Linked DNA regions of Ovis aries: region 2 is linked to region 1. Evidence: chromatin contacts called from public Hi-C data. All regions are on one chromosome and are shown on one strand. The core of a region is the stretch at or near the end of the contact, and the rest is flanking DNA. Distances in the headings are between cores, read along the strand shown. Region 1 has its middle 17 kb from the start of MUC2. Region 2 overlaps EPS8L2 (EPS8 like 2).

Region 1 (4,920 bases), core at 899-3,398:
CACGCTGCCAGCATGGGCTCTTCGGGCACCTCCCCATCCTGAGGCGTTGGGCAGCACCACGGGGACTCCCGTTTTACTTTTCCAAGGCGGCCTGAGCACCTGGCATTTATCAACTCCCAGTTCTAGAGGCTGGAGTCTGAGGGCCAGGCCTCAGCAGACTTGACTCCCAGAGGCTGGGAGGAGCGTCTGGTCCATGACCTGCCCCTCACCGCAGCGCTTCCTGGCCACCCTTGGGGTTCCGTGTGCTGTGGACGCACCATCCCTATCTCTGCCTGCATCCTCAGGTGGCGTTCTCCGTGTGTGTGTCTGAGTCAAATGCCCCCTCTTTTTATGAGGACACCGCCACGTGGGCGAGGGCCCACCTGTTTCGGTGTGAACTCACCGGAAGCAGTTGCGTCTGTAAGGACCCTACTTGCATGTCCAGCCCCCGCTGAGGCTGGGGTCAGCGCCTCCCCCCGTGCGTGCATCTTCAGAGGGGCCGCCTGCCCTTTGGAGACTCTGCTTTGGGGGCTACTTTGTATGCTTTCCTCATCTTCTGGGGAGCCGGGGGCAGACCCATTCCTCCCGAAGATCTGCCTGCACCCTCCATCCCGTAGACCCCTTGGGCCCCTGTCGCACAGGAGAGGCCCATCTCAGGGGTCCTGCCTGCTGTTGCTGGGGGCCTCCAGAGGCTGTGGGTTCACCCTCTGAGCTGGAGCACTGTCCCCGCCCCTGCTGGGGGACCACCCCTGGGGAGGAGTGTCCTCGCACCTCCTTCTGAGCATCACTGAGATGAATGGCACCCCCAGGCCTGGGCCTTGCTGGCCTGAGCCGCCCCCCTGCCCTCTGGGTACAGCCTCACCAAGCACTCATGACTTGTGGATCAAGGGTCCTTTCACCCACAGTAACGGATGTGGCGGTAGCCGCTGCCGCAGCCCACGCTTGCAGCCCCATGCCAGGCCCTGCCCCTCGCATGTCTGTGGTCGGTGGGGTTGCCTGGAGTCCAGTGCTGCCCACCGGGCCCCATCCCTGTGCGGCTGCCCCTGGGGTGACGCTGACCCATGGGTGACAGGCAGGGCAGGTCCCTCAGCTGCTCCTTGAGAGCTTTCTGTTGACTTTCCTGCTCACCTGGCTCAGTAATCTGCTGGTGCAAAGGCCACATCCGCTTCCTTGAGGCCCGCTCCCACCACACTGCGTCACCTAGACTTGGCTCTGGTTCCAGCCCTGGCCTCCCGGGGGGTCACCCCTCCTGGGGGGTCACCACTGAAGGCTGCGCTCCCCACCATGGGAAGGCAGGGCATCAGGGGCTCTCTGTATGGTCACTATGCCAAGGACACGCGGCCACGCCTAGGAGGACAGGCTCCTCTCTGGGGGAAGCAGGGACAGATTCTAGCCGTCCAGGAGGGGGCGGTGTTGTGGCCAACTCCAGGCAGGGTCCCACCTCCTCCCAGCCCCAGAGCTGGGGCGGTCGTTCTGGGCACTTCTGAACCCTCACACAGCCCCTGCCCTGAGGACCAGCCGGCAGTGCGGGCCCTGCTGCCTCCGTCCTGCCCCCTGGCTCCCCTGGGGGTTTAGGCCAGGTGGGTTCCAGGTAGTCTGTTTGCAAAGGGCCCTCTAAGGGTGGGGACTGAGGCTGTAGGCAGAACCCCAGGACCACCGGGTGGGGGCTCTTCTCTGGAGGACGGAGGCCATCGGGTTGTCCATTTCCCCCGCACTTGCAGGCTGCCACCTGGTTCCCTGCGCAGGCGCAGAGGTGGGCGGCCCTCTGTGGGGCAGGGCCGGGCAGGGAGGGCCCAGGGCCAGAGCAGCAGGGCGGGCTGGTCAGCTGGGGAAGGGTCCCCAGCAGGTGTGATGCTTAGAGCGACTGATGATTCCCAGCCCCCACTGCGCGGAGGCCAGTGACCTGCCCAAGGTCAGGCAGAGCTCCCTCCAGTCCAGCCTGTGAGCCGCGCAAGCTGGACGCTGACTCCGCGGCACGCGCTGCTCACCTGGCACAGCGCCGCGATGCGGAGACAGGCGGGGTCAGGGGACGGCGAGACGCCTTCGGACTGACCCCGCACCCGCTTGCGGGGGCCCTGAGGCCGGCGCAGACCCCGCGGATCTCCGGGAGGGCGAGGTCCACTCAAGCCACGCCCACGCGGGGAGGAGTCCGAGGGGGCGTGACTCACTCGCTGAGCCACGCCCCCGATCAGGTCCGCCCACGCCCCGGCGCAGGAGTGCACATGCGCAGACTTCCCTCTGGGCGGCTGTGCGGGCGACGCGCGCCACCTGCTGGCCAACGTCTGCATCCCCGGTGCCTCCCGCGCCTGCCACCTTGCTCCGGTCGCGCTGATCAAGGCGCGCGCTTGCCTGGGATGCTGGGCCGGGCTGGGGCGGGCGGCGGTGAGCTCCCTGCACGTCTGGCTGCGGGAGCGCCCAGAGGAAGCACTGCAGTGGGCAACGACGAGGTGGCTCTGGGGGGCCCTGGGGCCTCTGGCTCCTGGGACCTCGGGGCCTGGCAGGGCCTGTGCGGGGCTCCGCGGTGGGAGGTGGCGCTCCGCTGGACCTGATCCGAGGGACCTGGTGGTCGCCAGTTCTCCACGGCTGTGCCAGGCTCCCGCCCACTCCCAGCCCATCCCTGTGACGTGCAGAAGGGGCAGCTGCTGCCAAGATCCCAGACCCCAGATACAGGAGGCTTGTTCCAACCCTCTAGGCTGCTCATGGCCCTCCACGGTGATGTGTGGTTTCAGAGCTGACCCCCATTTGCTGCCAGGTCCCTGCAGGCCCCAAGGGGACAGCACCCCTTGCCCCTGCACCCCAGCCTAACGTTCTGCCTGAGTCTGGGGGGACCACCCCCAGGACCCCGCCCCTCCCAAGGCCACCTTCTGGCAGGAGGGTGCAGGTGGGGGCAGGAGGCGGCAGCCCACACAGGGCCCTGAAGCGCCACAGTATGCGATGGAACCGCCCTCCACCACAGAAACACTGCAAGCTTTTACTGAGTGCCAGCTGTATGCAGAGCACATTGCGGGGGGTGCCCGGGAAGCAAAGAGTGGGCTGGCTCGGAGATCCTGGGAGGACCTGGGGAGGACCTGGAACCCCAGGAGGGCCCGGTTCCAGACCCCTCTTCCCACACATTCACCAGCATCAGGGGCGCTAGGATGGAGCTCTCCACGGCTGAGAGAACTCTCCAAGTTCACCACGGCTATGCCAAGCTCCCCCTCCCTGCCCTGTCCCCCCCACCCTGCCCCGTCCCCCCGTTAGCCTAGCTGTTTGGTGTCCTGCAGGCTGCCTGGGGGAGCTACTTGCAGGGGCTTGGGGGGTGCTACTGGGTAGGTGTGGACGCTGCTCCCTCCTCCCGCCCCCCACCCCCCCAGCCCATAGACGAGCTTGGAGGAAGTAATTTCCCAGTGATCTTACCTGTGGCTGGAGAGGTAGGCCCCAGTGTCTGCATCTCAGCGCCCCACCCCCCAGGGCAGAGCCAGGTGGGCGGCCTGGGCACCGGCCCATCAGCTGTAAGTGGCACCTGGGGGCCCCACCTGGCGACTCTGGGCCTGAGGGCAGTGGGTCCCCCTGGTGGTCCCCTGGGTCCTGACCAGAGGGAGTGGTCAGTGGCTGTGTCCGTGAGTCCCTGACCTGGGAAAGGGTGCAGGGACGAGGAGGCCCCCAGAGGCTCCCGGAGGCTCTGCTGCACGGGGTGGGCGCCCTCGCTGCCTCCCAGGTCAGTGTGCCCGGCCGCTGGGTGGCTGACGCTGGTCTTAGGCTCTTGATCCTAAGTACCGCCCCCCCAAGGCCCCTTGGTTCTGACACTCTAATCCTCAGACCCAGCCCTGTGCCCAAGCTGTACCCTGACCCCACCCCTGCCCTAACCTGCCTCTTAGAAGCCCCCTGGGCCTCTGGGCTGACCCTGTCCCCCCTTCCTTAGCAGGTTTAACACATGAGGCTCAGGGGAAGCAGGTGGGTCCCCGTCAAGGCTGCACCCTGAGTGTGTGGCCCTGTGCCTGGTCGGGGCACTCAGGGCAGAGGGCAGCCTGGGCCGCGGGGATGCCTGTCCTCCACTCGCCCTGACCCCGCCCCCGACTCTGCATTGGACCAGGGAGCAGCTGCCTGTGTCTTGCTCTCTGGGGAGCTCCCTCCTGGCCTGCATCCTTGATGGGCCCCCAGAAGCCGCTGGAGGAGGAAGGGCGGGGGTGCTGGCACGGTGCCCCAACAGGACCTGGCCATAAACTGGGGCGGGGCGGGGCTGCGGTCTGGACCGCTGACCCTCCCTGCTGGACTTTCCCCCCAGCCTGGCCCCCAGCTGTCAGCCCTTCCTGGGAATGGGCTCCTTTGTTTGTTCCTTGAGAGCTCAGGTGTCATTGACCGCCTGCCCAGGTCCCTGCGGGCCACTCTGCAGGCCTGGGGAGGGGCCGGGGGGGAGGGCTGGGCTCTCCAGGGGGCCTGGGGCTGCAGTGAGGCCCGCCCACCCACCCAGCAGAGGGGCTCAGGCCTGGAGAGGCCACCAGTGGATCAAAGGCCGGGCCTGCGTGCACCCACTCAGCCATCGCCCAGCCCTGAGCTGGGAGCGCGGCCGGGGGTCGAGGAGCGCGGTGGTCATCTGAGGCAGAAACAGCCACTTTTGCCTAGTTTTGAAAGCAGGGAGGTCGTGGGGTTTCCCCAGCTCCTTGCTGGCTGCCCTGCGCAGTCGCAACCAGGCGTCAGCCTTCAGCGGGCGGTTGTAACAGAGCCCTCGGGAGGGTGCCCTGCCCCACTCCCAGCATGGCCCCCGAGACACCCCTGGGGGGAGGCCGGAGCGCTGAGCCAGTTTCATAACAAGACTGAGAAATCTTTCACCTCTCTCACGGGGCTCCCGTGGGCACGGATGGTGCAGAAGCCCTGGTGGGTGAAGCCGTTGGCTCCTCGGCGAGGATCCCGGCGTGGCATGGCAGGACCCCCTCACACACGCCCCCCGGAGGAAGCGCCCGA
Region 2 (4,768 bases), core at 456-2,955, 240 kb before region 1:
GCGCCGGGCAGCCCGGGCCCCGGCCGCGCTCACGCTGGCGCTCGCTCCGCAGGGTCGTGGAGCACCTGGGCGTCCTGACCGGCCCGCAGCTCTTCTCTCTCAACAAGGACGAGCTGCGGAAGGTGTGCGGGGAGGAGGGCGCCCGCGTGTACAGCCAGCTCACCGTGCAGAAGGCCTTCCTGGAGGTGAGCCCGCCCGCCCCGCGGCGCCGGGACGGCGGCCGCCGGGACCCTGGCCGACGCCCCTCTCTCCCCCAGAAGCAGCAGGGCGGGTCGGAGCTGGAGGAGCTCATGAGCAGGTTCCATTCCAAGACCCAGAGGCGCGCGGAGGAGGACAGTTAGGCCTGCAGCTGGGGATGCGCCCCGCGGCTGGAGTGTTATTTTTGTTCGCGGACGTGTTTCGGACCCTGGACTCAGATGGACAGTCGCGCTGGCTGGGGTCCCTGGGGTGTGACCTCGGGCCCGGCGCTGCCCCCGCGCACGCCCCCCAGGCCGCCCCCACACTCTCCTCAGCCAAACTTGCCGCCAGGCGGTGCCAGCCCCTCCTCCGCCTGCCCCCTGATCCCGGAGCGCCGCCCGTACCCCCGCTCCCGAGGCCGCAGGAACCCCCAGAGCCGTCAGGGACCTTTCCTCAGGCCTCGCCCCTGCACCGCCCCCCCAAAGGCCGGCTGCGGGGCGGAGGGCAGCAGACCTCAGCCACCCCGCTGCCCTTGGCTCTGAGCTGGCCAGGTTGGTGCCCCTTGCGGGCCAAGGCTGCCTCAGCACCCACCCAGTGCGCTGCTCTCCTGGGGGGGCCTGGGGGGCTCCTTCACCGCCTGGAGGATTGAGGACGGACTGAACCCCATTCACCCGAGGACTGGCCCTGGGCACCCCTCAACCCCCCATGCCTGTCCCCAACGCCCCCCCACGTCTGTCCCCAGCGCCCCCCCACGCCTGTCCCCAGCGCCCCCCCACGCCTGTCCCCAGCGCCCCCCCACGCCTGTCCCCAGCGCCCTGGCCCCGCACGCCTGTTCCCAGCCCTCCGCGGAGCTCAGGCGCTCTGAGCTTCCTCTGACCAGGTCTTAGGGTTGCTGCCCTGGCCTGCTGCGCTGCGGGAGGTGAGTCTCGGAGCCCTGGACTGCGGTCACACCCTGAGGAGGAGAGGTGACCAAGTCTCAGGATCCACGCCATTAAACCCCTTCAGTCTCCCAGCAGCCCCGTGTCTGTGTCCTGGAGGTGCGCTGGGGTCGCTGTGGGTTCTGGAGCCCCTGCTGGGATTGCACCTTTGGAAGAATTGCTGGGCAGAGGCAGGCAGTGGCCAGGCGGGGCTGGGGACGTTCCCGTGAGGCTTCTCACCCCTCCACACCCGAGCGAGAGGGCCCAGAGGACACCCCTGAGATTTGTGGCTGTGTGCCCACTGCAGACCTGTGGCCCTCCCAGCCTCGAGGTCCTGTCCGGAAGGCCGGATGGGAGGGGTGGGAGCAGGTCTGTCAAACCTCCAGCAGGGAGGGGGCATGAGTCATGAGGTCAAGATCGAAACTAGACTCTCACAGGGTGAGCCCCAAGCCACGGGAGGGGCCCCAGAGAGGACGTGGGGCCTGTGGGGCGGGGCAGGCAGCCGGTGCAGGGACTGGGGACCCTGCAGGCAGGGGTCAGGGGCACACAGGCGCCTGGGCGGCTGGCCAGACCACAGCAGGCCCACCCTCGGCGCCGGCCTGTGGCTCCCTCTGCTGGCTGCTCTGCGCATTGCGAGCCGGCAGACCAGGAGGGAGCATGCAGCGCCTGCCACCTGGCCCTGCACCCCTAAAGCCGGGGAGGACCCCCCGGGGTTCCAGGGTCTCTGCCTGGTGGGCGACCACAGGTCGCTTGGACACAGAGGCTGGTTGTGCCTTTCAGGGTGGGAGATGGCGGTGGTAGGGGGCTGTCCCCTGCTGGGCTGGGCCTCAGAAGCCCTGTGAAGCTCGGTCAAGGGCAGCTGGGGGTGTCTGGGGCCTTCTGGGCAACACCAAGACTTGACTACCACGGAGCCCTCTTCCCGGGAAAGGAAGATGCTCACTCCAGCTCCAGGCCTCGAGAGGAGGGTCTTTGCTCCCATGCCTAGGCAGGATCTCACAAACAAGGAGCTCGAGAGGAAAAGGGGAGAATTGGGCATCCACCCTCCCATCAGAAAGCACAGCCCCGCTGGGCCAGGACTGCCAGCCCCCCTGCTTGGCTGGGACCCTCCCCAAGCAGGCCTGAGCACCTCAGCCCCCCGGCTCCCGGGGTGGCCTCTGCTGGCCCAGGGGTGCCCACATTAGACCTGAAGGTTAGAGGGACAGCTCCCAGCGCACCCGCTGTCCCCACCCAGCCAGGTGCTGTCATCAGCTGGATGGTCTGGACTTTGGGGACCCTGCCTCTGGGCTGGGTCATTTGTCTCTTGGAAGCCCCCAAACCTATACCTGCCTCCTTGCCCAGCCTCCCTCCTCCCCCCACAGGCCGCCTCCCACCACGGCCCCCTCTGGCCCATCCTGTCTCTTGGGCAGCCTGAGGGGAGCCCACTCCCCCAGCTCCCAGGCCCCCTTCCTGACCAGGAGCTGCTGGTTCTGAGCCACCCCCACCCCAGGGGTCTGCTCAGGTTGCAGGGCTCCCTGACCCCCCAGGACAGACACGTGCAGGGCCCAAGTCACTCAGCTACTGGGGTCCCTGTGAGGAGTCCCTGTGCTTCCTACCCCAGGGCGTCACTCTGCAGGGGGTGACTGAGTACTTGCCTCCCTGGGGCCTGGTGATCTCAGGGCCCCAGAAGCAGGCACAGACAAGGCACAGAGGGTCAGGGCCCCTGCCTGGAGCCCCACAGAGGGGCAGAGCCTGGGAGGCCCCCAGCCTGCACTGGTCACGCAGGCAGAGGTGGGGTCTGATGGCACAGCCTGGGGCAGAGGGTGGGGGCCACGGAGGTCTGACTGCGGGCAGAGCAGGCCGTCTCGCCCAGCGCCCGCCCAGTGCCCAGCTGTGCCGCCCACGGACGTCCCCACCAACAAGGCCGGCTCTGTGCTGTGGACAGGCTGTCTTTGTGGCCGCCTTCCCACCCGTGGCCTCTGGTTCCCCCCATCCCCCCAGCGGGGCCCAATGCCATTTTGGGTGGAGATTCTTCTTTTCCATTTCTTTCTGACTTCTTCAAAATATTTGACTCACTGGAAGGTCATTGCACAAAAGTAGCAGAGGAGGCAAGATGTCCTCACACCCGAGTCAGCCACCGGGATCACAACAGGCGCGATGGACGCCTTTCGCCGGGGAAGGTGTGCTTGGCAGGGCGGCTTCACGGTGACGGTGGTGCTGAGAACAGCTCCATTTGGAGAAACGTAAAAACAACTCCTATTAACCCTCCCCCAAAAGTGCTTGCGGTGGGAATTGCTAGGCCAACGTGACGGGCAGAATTAAAGTTGAAGAGCACATGGCCTGTTCCGTAGTGACCCCCACAGAGCATCCTCCTGGGCGGGGTCCGCAGGTCCCTGGGGGGCCCTGAACTCTAGACGAGCGTCGTAACAAGACAGCAGAATGTTAAAGGTTGGGTTGTATCCCCCAGTTCATATAAGGTGGGGTCGTTAGGATGGGCCCTCACGCAACGTGACTACTGTCCTTATCACCAGTGGGCACTTGGTCATAGACTCGCACGGAGAAGGTCCCCTGAAGACAGGCAGGGACCAGGCTGCTGCTTCTACAACACGAGGAGCCTCAAAGACCGCAGCCAAGCTGCGCCAGAGGGGTGACCCTGCTGGTCTTGGGCTTCCGGCCTCCAGGACTTGGGGACAGTGAGTTCCTGGTGTTGAAGCCTTGGGGGCTATGGTCCTCTGTTACCACAGCCTCAGAAACTAGTGCAGGGTGATTCACCTCTCTCACGGGGCTCCCGTGGGCACGGATGGTGCAGAAGCCCTGGTGGGTGAAGCCGTTGGCTCCTCGGTGAGGATCCCGGCGTGGCATGGCAGGACCCCCTCACACACGCCCCCCGGAGGAAGCGCCTGAGCGAGCCTGGGGCCTCGGGGAGAGCTGGCAAACGCCCCTGATGCAGCGGGCTCCAGTCTGGGCCCTCGGCGAGAGCCCTCAGGTGCCAGCCTCCTGCAGCGCTTGCTTGGGCGACGGGCGAGCCCCGACCCACGCTGGGCCGGCCGTGCTGTTCACACCTGGGGTCTTGGCAGGCGTTCGCCCCCAAACGAGAAGCAGCAGACAGTCTCTTTCTACTGGAAGTTAGAGTTTTGGAGCCTGCCAGCATCAGCGAGCCAGCTCCCCGACCTGCAGACCCTTCTCCGAGCGAGTGATGCTGGAAAGGGAGGCTCTGAGTCCACATTTTCCAACAACCGACGCGCGGTGTCACAGAGTCACGGGGCCCAGAGACCCGTCCTTGGAGCGGGAGGGACCAGGAGTCCCCGGGGCCCCAGTGAGCCGCGCCCGGGGTGGGCTCCCCGTCCAGATGGCGGCTGCGTGGAGAGACGCCCCGAGCTGGGGTTCAGTGTCGATCGGGGGAGAACGTCCCCAATGACCCGAAAAGGCCACTCACCTGCTCCTGGTTTCTAGCTGCGAGTCCGGGCGAGGCCGGGTTTTCTCTGGATGCTTCGACCAGGATGGTATCCCCAACAGAACGAAGGTGGGCATGGGGATGAGGTCCAGCTGCTGCTGGGAAGCCCGACGTCAGGGAGATCCGTAAAGACATGTATTCATGCCACTCTTATTTTTCATAGAAATCTGCTCTTTATGTGTTGAGTGTTGGTGCCCCAAGATGCTGTCCCCGAAAGGGGACATGTTGATAAAGCTACTTGGGC

Evidence for each region. A called contact is a pair of places that touch in the nucleus more often than the background predicts.
Region 2: a Hi-C map of hypothalamus shows a contact between it and region 1, with 3 times the contacts expected there. The contact joins two enhancer-like sites. A contact is called at or near these places in 5 of 16 Hi-C or Micro-C datasets (blood, hypothalamus, muscle and 1 more).

Annotation. Positions count from the first base shown.
Region 1 is chr21:46,751,824-46,756,743 of ARS-UI_Ramb_v3.0, reverse strand. No RefSeq gene overlaps it. Among named protein-coding and RNA genes, the nearest start is that of MUC2, 17 kb to the right of the region's middle. Within about 2 kb of position 2,148, at least 26 of the 54 cell types and tissues checked have an H3K27ac peak or open chromatin away from gene starts, as enhancers often do. A contact at or near this core is called in hypothalamus, where this site is marked.
Region 2 is chr21:46,993,533-46,998,300 of ARS-UI_Ramb_v3.0, reverse strand. EPS8L2 (EPS8 like 2) reads left to right here. Exons shown (of 22, transcript XM_060404176.1): 21 at 53-185; 22 at 258-1,192. The coding sequence ends at 341. Among named protein-coding and RNA genes, the nearest start is that of TALDO1, 15 kb to the right of the region's middle. Within about 2 kb of position 1,705, at least 12 of the 54 cell types and tissues checked have an H3K27ac peak or open chromatin away from gene starts, as enhancers often do. A contact at or near this core is called in hypothalamus, where this site is marked.